Regions from separate parts of the Zea mays genome. Here region 2 is linked to region 1. A link is a contact called in public Hi-C data. All regions are on one chromosome and are shown on one strand. Each heading gives the region's core, a stretch centred on a gene start, on an enhancer-like site or on the middle of the called end of the contact. The rest is flanking DNA. Distances are from core to core; before and after follow the strand shown.

What was found. Hi-C and Micro-C count contacts between places; a contact is called where the count stands out from the background.
Region 2: a contact with region 1 is called in a Hi-C map of leaf, with 4 times the contacts expected there. The contact joins the promoter of LOC100281119 here to the promoter of LOC100274496 in region 1. A contact is called at or near these places in 3 of 25 Hi-C or Micro-C datasets (ear and leaf).

What each region holds. Positions count from the first base shown.
Region 1 is chr1:259,127,271-259,132,511 of Zm-B73-REFERENCE-NAM-5.0, reverse strand. LOC100274496 (Protein kinase superfamily protein) reads right to left here and starts at 2,067. Exons shown (of 7, transcript NM_001148854.1): 1 at 1,601-2,067; 2 at 968-1,478. The coding sequence starts at 1,256. LOC111590566 (a long non-coding RNA gene) reads left to right here and starts at 1,604. Exons shown (of 2, transcript XR_002749691.2): 1 at 1,604-2,267; 2 at 3,151-3,924.
Region 2 is chr1:259,335,653-259,340,893 of Zm-B73-REFERENCE-NAM-5.0, reverse strand. LOC100281119 (IQ calmodulin-binding motif family protein) reads left to right here and starts at 3,043. Exons shown (of 3, transcript NM_001154038.3): 1 at 3,043-3,677; 2 at 3,853-4,095; 3 at 4,200-5,241. The coding sequence starts at 3,201. The coding sequence ends at 4,901.

The DNA of each region.
Region 1 (5,241 bases), core at 818-3,317:
TTGACGACAAGCACAACAATGGCAAAACTAATCTTGAGAAGGCTACAGGAACATTACATAGTTTGGAAAGATTAAGTGCAAAACATTATTTGCACATCAATCTCCGAATGACGTGAAGATCAATTCGTAGAAGGATAGACGCTTAAAAAGATAAGGAAAAGGAAAAGAGGTCAACATCAAAACATTTCTGACTGGCAATAAATTGATTAAGGGGCATGGGGCAGGAGGACTGCAACCCAAAAGTGAAAAGTAAGAAATAGAGGGAAGAATGGGAACACATGCATACTTTGGGAAGTCGAGAAAGAATATCCTGAAACTATTCGTGCTGCAAGGTCATAAACTAGGAGTATGCAAAGCCACACATGCCCGTCTAAATTCTAGGCATGCGACAAGCTTAAATGTAGTCTAACCAGACCAGTCCATATTTACTATCTTACTGAATTCCTCCATTCAAGCAACAGATTTGTCAGCATTTTAACCACCAACCATTAAGGTCAAATGCACATTCTAAACCATAAGTTTCAGTTAGGAAAAGTTTCTTCTTAAGAAAAAAAAGGCATGCATATCTTAGAGTCCGCAATGTGATAGAACATATGGAGCAGTTGCAAAAGAACAGTAGATACATTGCAAATTCGCAATCAAGCATATGTAGCAGCATCTCAAGCACAAATGATCAAGACAAACCCTGGATTAGACAGAGAAGTGATGCCAGGTATTACTTTCCACAAAAAATCGAATAATAAGGCCTTCCATTCCATAGGTTGGATTGGAATAAACTTCAATAAGTAAGCTACTGGAACTAGTCAGTAGTCACACAGAAGCATTGTTTCAATCATGGGGTATATTGTTTCAGTCATGGGGTATGTTATTTCACCTTGAATCCATAAGACAGCATAAGACTTTTACCAAAGTGAGCCTGTCTGCAACATTATCATACACTTTGAAAGAAGCAGAGCTAGATCAATACCTGCGACGTCCTGTCCATCGTAGGTGCCCCGGTAGACCGTGCCATACGTCCCCTGAGCGATGACATAGCGGATCTCCAGCTTTGCAAGGTCGATCTCCCACTCCTCCTTTGGCCCCTGGGATTTGAGATTGGCTTTGCCCCAGGTCTTGGTGAGCTGGTTCTCCAGCTGGATGTCGAGGCTCGTAAGATCAATCTTGTCTGCACGCACATACGTATCGTTGCTTCCCAAGCTGCCGGACCTCTTCAGCTTCTCCTTCCCCTCGGCCATCTCGCTGGTGCTCGACGCCATCGCCGCAGCGGCCAAAAGTAGCTTTCCGGGAACGATTCCGGGAGGCACAAAACCAAGAGCACACGAACACCTTCACTGGAGATGGGGAACCGGTGTGCTACAGAACATGCTGGAGCACAAGAGACGAAACAGGAACCGGCTTCTCGCCCCCAAGAAGCCACCAATCCAAGAATCGGTAAAGCCTTTTGACCGGAGATAGCTAAAATCTTGGCCGAGACTTGACTGGAGATATGCACCACCAAACAAAATTCCACGAATTAGGCCGTGACCTGGCAGGAGAGGAGATAGACACCGGTGGATCCAATCCAACAAGTAAAGAGAGGATGCAGCTGTACTATACCGACCTAAAGCGACGGTGGCAGGCAGCACGGAGGTGAAGAGCCCCCGGGACCGACCGGCCAGGTTGACCAGCGGTCGACGAAACCGGCAGGAAAGATCGCGAGCTGGAGGCGCCGAACGCCCCGAATCCAATCAAGCAGAGGCCAGGTTGTCCTGAGCCCCCGCCCCGCAAGAACACAAGACCCGGCGGAGCCTCCGGTCGCGGATGGCGCAAATCGGCACCGAATCGGCGCAAGATTACCTCCGGGATGGTAAGGAGAAGTGGATGCGCCGTTGACTTGGCCGGTTTGGCCGGGAGCGGCGGTGCAATTGGCGCTCGGGGCGGGGTGGGGGCGGTTCCGGTGTTGACGAAGCGTAGGCGCGTAGCGAGAGCCGGTTGGGCAAGATGTTTATTGCTAGGGCCACTACCCACCACCGGCAGGAGCTGCGCCCGCTTCGCCTAGGCCTGTCCGGTCGCCTTGGCGCCTTGCCGTCTTGGCGGCTCCTTTGTTCTACGCCGCGTCTCTTGCGGCCGCAAAGGATATGCTGCTTCCCCACGGTCCAAGCTGGACTGCAGACGAGAGATTTTTTCTTTCGCATACGGCATGCGCTCGAGATTATTGCCAGTCATGCCCAAGATGATTGCCAGTCATCTTCATACATGTGGGTCCTCGATTTTCATCTGTCAAAAAGGTTGGCTGCTTTACTTGCCTACTAGTTGGTTTCCTGCTTAAGAAGCCACAGCTTTTCGTTTGAGTTGAAGAACCCCAGTTGTTTGGTTTATTGTCTAACTTGTCACGATTCGCCACATCTAAGATTAGATAAGTTTGACTAAATTATGCATATGTTTAGTTTAATTTAAAGCCACAGTTATGGTAAGATTTTTCTCCTGCTGCGTAGGTCTCACTCGTCAATGACCGATAAAATTGTGACAAGATTCGCTTAGAGCAACTCCATTAGTTCTCTAAAAGACTTCTTAAATCAATAATTTAGGTAGTTAACATGAAAATTATTCTCCAACAGTTCTCTAAATGAACTTTCTAAATTTAACAACTTGTCATCTAACCTCATTTTCTCTCTACATTTGTCAACCATTTAACAACTCCCTAAACAAAAATGTTGACTGCATTATATAGTTTTTGTGACTTATTTTTTATGTGGATAGATACAAAACAAAATTACAACCTATATTTAGAGAACTATTGGAGAACTCACATTTTTTTACTTCAAAAGCCATTTAGCACTTCTTAAATCTGTGATTTAGAGAGCTAAAATTTACATAACTATTGGAGTTGCTCTTAGGCGTGGCAAACTGTGGCGTAGAATTTGAGCGACTAACCTTATGCACATTAGGCAAATGTGACATAACATTGTTTGGCAATTTTTTGGCACCATAGTTATAGAATCAAACAACCCCTAAATTTAGACGGGAAAGTTAGGAAAGTTGTGGCGGAAACCAAACATACAGCTGACAAGTATACTACGAAACAAAATACAAAGATAAATTTATTGGCACCTTTTTTGTGTAAACCTGGTAATTATAATCAAAGTTTGATTTGATCTGTATCCTTTTCAGGACCGCAGGTGCACTCGCATTTCTTATCCTCGCATCGCAGGAACGAAAGCACCAGCCATGGAACCAACCATAAAGCAGGCACACGTACGTCTGGTGTTGCGTACGTCAGGACACGCAGCCCAGCCCTAGACCATGCATGTGTGTGACAGGGACCGAGCTTTTGCTCCCACTACCGGATCATGTGGCGGTGCCGCCTTAAAGCCAAGATCATCCGATCCAGCACCGAAAAAAAAAGATCCCGAATGGCCGGCGATGGAGGATGCATGGCTCTCTGCTAGACAAGACGACGGTGCGCAATGGCGTACGTTCAGAGATTCAGAAAGCTAACTAGAGCTTGCGGCTGAAGCAACTCTTGTGCTACAGAGTGGTTCCGTTCGTTAGTTGGTAGAGGCCCCGGGTAGAGCACGCAGCAACCATGGTCGTCATGGTGGGTGGCGGCCGGCCGGCGCCTGGCGGCCTCTCCTTTTCGCCGGCCGGCCGATTCGGAGCCCACCTCACATCAGATTCAGACAGCCGCCTACATGACTAGCATATTATTACCAAGTGCAGTGTAGTGCCTAGTGGGGGATGAGCGTGAGATAAGGAGTCGTTGATCGTGGGCCCGATTCCTAATTCTTCGCAGCGAATTGCTCTGTTAGCCGATGAAGAAGTTTCTTCCCCTATAAAAATGTAAACAGAAAATTTTCTTCTTTTGACGGATAAACAGGGACGGAGATAGGAAACATTCTCCATCCCCGTTCCTCGTAAGGTCCCGTTAAATTTGTACGTGACGATGTTTTTGTGTACTAGTTAATAATAAAACTAAATAATTATATTGTCAAAATATTACTCATTTTACAAATATATTCATTTTGATGTATATATAATAATTTCTTACTCTGTCAATGTATACAAGTGACAATATTTTACATTAATAATAAAAGATGCATGTCTTAATTATAATTTAAGCGAGAACGTGGTTCCTCGTCGGGGATTTATCCTCACGGCAAACGGGGAGATTTCCGTGATTTTTTTGTTACGGGGATGGAGATAGGGATGGGGAGCTATTCCCCGACGAGAAATTCCTCATTACCATCCCTAATCGTGACTACTCATGCAGCAAAGCAAAGTAAGAAAGTGGTTGTCATAATAAAACCTAGAGAGTAATTCGAGCATCTTATGTTCCTAAATACAAATTTAAGAAGTTCAACGGTTATGTCAAAGATGTGACTAAATTTATAAAGTCCCTATCCAACCTTATATTGTTGCTAAATATAAACCTTATATTGTTGCTAAATGTAGCAAGCTTCTGTTCACTCTCGAAGCATAGATGTATACCAAAAATATTTGGTAACTAAAATAGAGAACTATTGGAGAACACACAAAATTTACTCCATGTTACCATTTAGCAACTCTCTTGTTGGGGGTTCTCTTTGGCCAAATGTCTTCAAAATATTGATTTGTTAATTGTTTCTAAGTATGTTTCAGATATATCAAAAGGATTGACAATTTATGAAAGTACCCTTTGACGGTACTAAGGACTTGGATGTCGCCTAGAGGGGTGAATAGGAAAATATAAAAACTTAAACTCAAATGATTTTTTTACTCTACTCGAAGCGTTAATCACGGCGGAATAAAATAAGTCAAGTAGATCGCGGCAGAATAGAGTCTTTGCCTCAAAATATCATGTACTTCACATAAAGCTTATACCAAAGATAAGTAGAGAAGTGAAAATAAGAAAGCAATGCAAGAGACAAGAGACAAATCATTTTTTCCATGGTTTGCCCAAGCCTGAAATGTTGCCTACATCCACGTTGGAGTTAGCCAACTTGACTCTATTACAACTCCATCCGGTTGCTTAGGTTTATCACCAGTGTGATAAATCGAGTCTTCCACTATCTTAGATGATGGTTGCAATACAATAGAAATGTGACTATCACAAGTTAGCAGCTCTCCGGTAGATGAACAAAACACCAACACTTGTTCAAGGTCATTGCTCACTCTTGCAGCAACACTACACCTCTCTGTTTGGCTAGAACGAACGCCAAACACTAAATCTACAGAGAATACACAAGAGATGAGACAAATATGACTATAAGCACTATTGTGAAA
Region 2 (5,241 bases), core at 1,794-4,293, 210 kb before region 1:
CCTGCGCACAGCTTCGGCTACACTCGACCTTCGTCTGGTTCAGGCTTCGTCCTGGCCGTGCTCCATATTCATAATTCTGGATCCGAAAATACCTGTTCGCATAATCCACTCGGAAAACATTGTCAAATCATGTTTTTGAGGACCTTCGGAGGACGAAGGCCCCCAACAGGGCACTAAATAAATTTAGTTCAAAAATGAATTGAAATAGAGCCCGATAATAATCCAATCCTTAAATTTTGTAGTGTAAAATGTATAGCCTATTGTCATCCCTAGGTGTACTAGATGTTGTGCCGTCCTAACACACAAAGACATAGAAATAATTAGAAAAATATAAAATAAACCAAATAACTAGCTAAATATAAAATAATACAACTAAAACCTAAACCCTAAACTAAATATAAATATGCAACCTAAAATAACTAAACTAAATAAATAAAAACATATAACCCTAAACCCTAACTAACGAATATATAAACATAGAACCTAAACTGACTAAACAACTAACTAAAAGCTATACTAATTTCTAAATATAAACCTAAAAACTATAATTTCTAACATATAATGGTAACCTAAACTAGTTTGTAACACAGGCAACTACACGTACAAATCAAGGACAGACCGTAAACAATAGTTTCTAAATGTATCCGATCTACAAAAACTACATACTTTTTTTTTTGAAAAAAAAATAATGGGCTTTGTTGAAATCCTAGGTACCGAGACTAATAATCGAATGAATCATGAAATAATCAAAGGAGTGGAGGCACAACTGTGTTGGGGTGAGATGGCGATCGTCCATTAAAATCCTGGCTGAAAGTCGTTGATTTTGGATGGGAAGGTGGCTGAAAGTCGACGACGAACTCATAACTCGTATAGGTCAACTAGTGGACGAGAGGGCTAGCTAGAGTGGGCTTCATTATTCAGCTGTTTCTCGCGACCGAAGAAGGCGCGCGACGAATCCAACTTTGACGAGCACAATCACATACACGTCGCGGGAAACAAGTTCAGATACAAAGAGGAAGAGACGCTCAGAGGCTGTCGGAACGATGTAAGGCTACGAGCAGTGAGGAACTTTAACCAGAACGTTATAAATATAGAGTTGAATATGCAGTAAAAAACTGTCGCAGTGGTGAACTGTTTGAGTTACTCTAAACGGTATGAGGAAACCAGGAACGCTACTTTCAGAGTACATGCAGCTCTTACTCGAAAAACTGTTGCAGAGTGCCGGAATGCCTAGATCGGAGGAGAGAAGGAAGCGGTTTGTTGGCTGGGAAAAGAATAAAGTTAAAAAAAATGATATAATATGCGATAGTCGGTATAGTGTTGAGATATAGAGTAAACATGACTACAGAGGATTGTGGTATAGAGTAAACATGACTGCTGACGGGGATAGAATATTCCTTTTAGAGTAGAAATTTAGAGTAGTATGAGTGCGGATAGCCTAAACTGTGAATCTGTGATGACATGGGGAATCCAAAAGTCTGGACATGCGGCAAGTGCCAAACCATTTCAAAACGATCCTAATATCCTATAGCTAGCTAGGCAGCTAGCACACGCCCTGAAAAGCACAATATAACAACCAAAATCTTGAGCGATGAGCGAAGTGCGCACCATGAATGAACGAATGAAATGTGCATACGGCCGGACTAGGGACGGACGGACGGACATGCATGGTCCGGTCCCTCCCACGCTGCTAGCCGCCACGCACGCAGGATGCTACAGCAAAACCGCGTTCAAAATTCCACGCTTTGAATCAAACATAACAACACGGGACCAGCAAGTATAAATTTGGAAACCCCACAGCAGATTGAATGACGGCGTGAAAAACATTAAACACACCCTGTCCCCTACAGGCCAGGCCACAGTGTATACGGTCTACTACCTGGTTGAGACCGTAGTACGGACGTACACCGCGTGCAGTCTATTCGGCCACCGTACGCGTACTGCGGGGGGGCCCGATCGGATGGCCGTGCTGGTGCCTGGTGGCGATGCTTCTGTGTGCCTTGGAAAAGGAAGTAGCAGTAGTAGCAGTGATCTGAAAGGGTCGCTGATCCTGATTGCTGGTTTTGGTTGGTTGGCCTCGGATCATGTGCCCCCCAAAGCTAGCTTGCCAGTTGTGGTTTTTAAAACGGGGGTGGCCATGGCCAGACGGATTTGACGCCAGCTGAGCTGTGCCATGTGTGGCTCTGATAAACAATCAGGCTCACAGCGGGAGGGGAACTGGATCACCCCTCTCGCCACACCACACCACACCACATGCTACCTGCACTCGTCATACGTAATAAAACTAAGCATGGTCAAAGGTAGCAATCCTTCATGGACATGGGCCCCATCCCATGGTCATGGCGATGGCGTGGCGTCATCCTTATCATCATGGATGGATGGATATCAGATTCTCAGTGAACTAAAATAGTACGCTAGCAGAACCTCATCAGTCGGAGTGTTTGGAGCACAACTCAACTGCATCTGCATGGAAAATCTCAGTGAGTTTTGATTGCAGACACAGTTTTGACAATGATGCCACGTACAGGCGGGATCGGATTCCGATCGTTGGCGACGATATGGCTCATGGCATGGACTGTCAGTCGCAGTCTCTGGCTCGCTCAATGCTTGCTATACACTTAGTAGCTCTCAACATCCAAATCAACATTTGACGAGCAATCAGCACCAACCCCCCTCTCAACAATCGACCATCCGTTCATTCAGCTTTCGGAGCTCCAGAATCCCATTCGCTTCCTCACATCATGACACGTGGATGCGCTGTTGTTGGCTGTTGCCTGCGAAACGAACCGTGAGCGCGCCATCGACGTGCGTGCCCGCCTGGACTGGATCCCCTGCCGGCTGCCGCTCGTCCTGGTCCCGGGTCCTGGTCCTGGTCCTGGCCTCCTACTAGTTATTGCCGGCGTGATCTGCCGCGCGCAGCGCTGCACCGCGCACATGGCCATGGCGCCCGCTGCTGCCTCTAATATATTCCATTCCATTCCTTTCCGCTCCCGGCTTCCCCTCCGCTGCACTCATAGTCATCCACAGCCACTGCTTCCGCACGCAGCTGCCACATGCCGGACCTCGCCGTGCCGTGAGCGTCAGGCCAACCAGTACCTTCATCCGCTCTCTATACTCTCTTCCTCTGCAAGCCGCCTCCGATGCGGCCGCTCAGTGACGCCTTCTGATTCTGCGCCGCCGGCGCCGCCACTCGTCCGCAGATGGGCAAGGCGGGCAAGTGGCTCAGAAGCTTCCTCCCGGGCAGCAGGAGGGGCAGGGACAACAAGGCCGGGGCGCTCGCGCCGGCGGCGGAGCCCGACCTGGCGCTGGCGCTGCCGCTGCCGGGAGTCGCCACGACGCCGGGGTCCACGCCCGGCGCCAAGGAGAAGCGGAGGTGGAGCTTCCGCCGCCCGGCCGCGGCGGCGTCGCCCGGGCCCGGGTCGGCGGCGGCGGCCAAGGACGTCGCGCGGGGCCACCTCGCGCCCTACGGCTTCCTTGAGCCGCGGGTGGACCCGGACCAGCACGCCATCGCCGTCGCCATCGCCACCGCCGCCGCGGCCGAGGCGGCCATGGCGGCTAAGCAGGCCGCCGCCGTCGCCGCCAGGCTCTCCATGTCCGCGCCGGGGTCCAAGCGCACCGTCATCGGAATCGAGGAGGCCGCCGCGATAAAGATCCAGGCCGTCTTCAGATCCTACCTGGTAAGTACTAGGCTGGCTATCAGTTGACTTGACCTCGCTCGTTAGTCGTATCGGTATCGCATCGTCGTATCCACTGCTGAGTGCTGACTTCACCTCAATCGTATCACTTCGATCCTTGGGCTGCGTGACGTGCCGTGACGTCTCTTTCTGTGTGTCTGCCACACTCTGGCTGCAGGCGAGGAAGGCGCTGTGCGCGCTGCGCGGGCTCGTCAAGCTGCAGGCGCTGGTGCGCGGCCACCTGGTGCGGCGCCAGGCCAGCCACACCCTGCGCTGCATGCAGGCGCTCGTCGCGGCGCAGAACAGGGCGCGCGTCGAGCGCCTCCGGATGCTCGAGGACGAGAAGCCCGTCCGGACACCGCGGACGACGCCGGGCCGGCGCAGCTCGCCGCACCACCCCCGGTTCCGCCACCACCACCAGGTACGTCACGACCCCTCCCGACGCTCTCGACACCTGGCAAACCGCAGCCATCCGAACAGAACAGGGGAGCCAGAGAGTCTGACTGACCGGCAATGCGCGTGCAGGACACGGCGGAGGACAACGTCAAGATCGTGGAGGTGGACACCGGCGCCGGCGGACCCGAGGCGCACGGCACGCCGCGCACGTCCCGGCGCAGCAGCTGCTACGCGACGCCGCTGTGCCGCACGCCGTCCAAGAACGACCTGTACCAGAAGATCTCGCCGACGCCGTCCGCGCTCACCGACGCCAGCGCGCGCACGTACAGCGGCCGGTACGACGACTTCTCCTTCGCCACCGCGCGGGCCAGCCCGTACCGCTACGCGCCGTCGAGGCAGCAGCAGCAGCAGCAACAGCACGACGACAAGCCCTCGGCGGAGTACGCGCTGCTCGTGCCCAGCTACATGGCGAACACGGAGTCGTCGCGAGCCAAGGCGCGGTCCCAGAGCGCGCCAAGGCAGCGGCTGTCAGTGTCGTCGGCCGCCGCCGAGGCGGCCTGGCAGCCCAGCGGGCGGCGCAGGGCGTCTCTAGAGGCGCAGGCGCAGGCGACGCCGGCCCCGCGCGGGCAGGCGCCCCGTTACGGTCCCGCGCGCGTGCAGCGGTGCCCGTCGCAGGCCAGCGCGCCCGCGGCGTGCCCCTGGGGCGCCAGGCTCGACCGCTGGAGCGCGTCGGTGCACGACAGCGAGTGCGGGTCCACAAGCACGGTGATGACCGCCGCCACTACCACGTACTGCTGGTCGTTGGCCACCGACACCGCCGGCATGGCTTAGAGCCTTGTAGACGACGACAATGGCAGTCGCAGGCGGGGTCTCACTCTGTCACTCACATGGTTTCTGCAGCGGGAAGATGAAAAGCTGCCGGGCCTTTAGCTTGTAGGGATGGGACGTCGGGAGGCTGCTGAGTACTGGATTCTCTCTAGTTTAACAGTAGAAGAAGCTCAAGCTGGGCTTCAAGTCTGCGAGTTTCTGCAAAATCTGTATGTGTGAGTGTGATGTTCCTAGGGTTTGGATAATTTGATGAGACTGGTGTTTTTGAGTGCCAAGAATCAAGCATTGTGTATTGCTGCCGGGGTAGAGAAGAAGACGTTTCAGTGTCTTGTTGTTACAGACT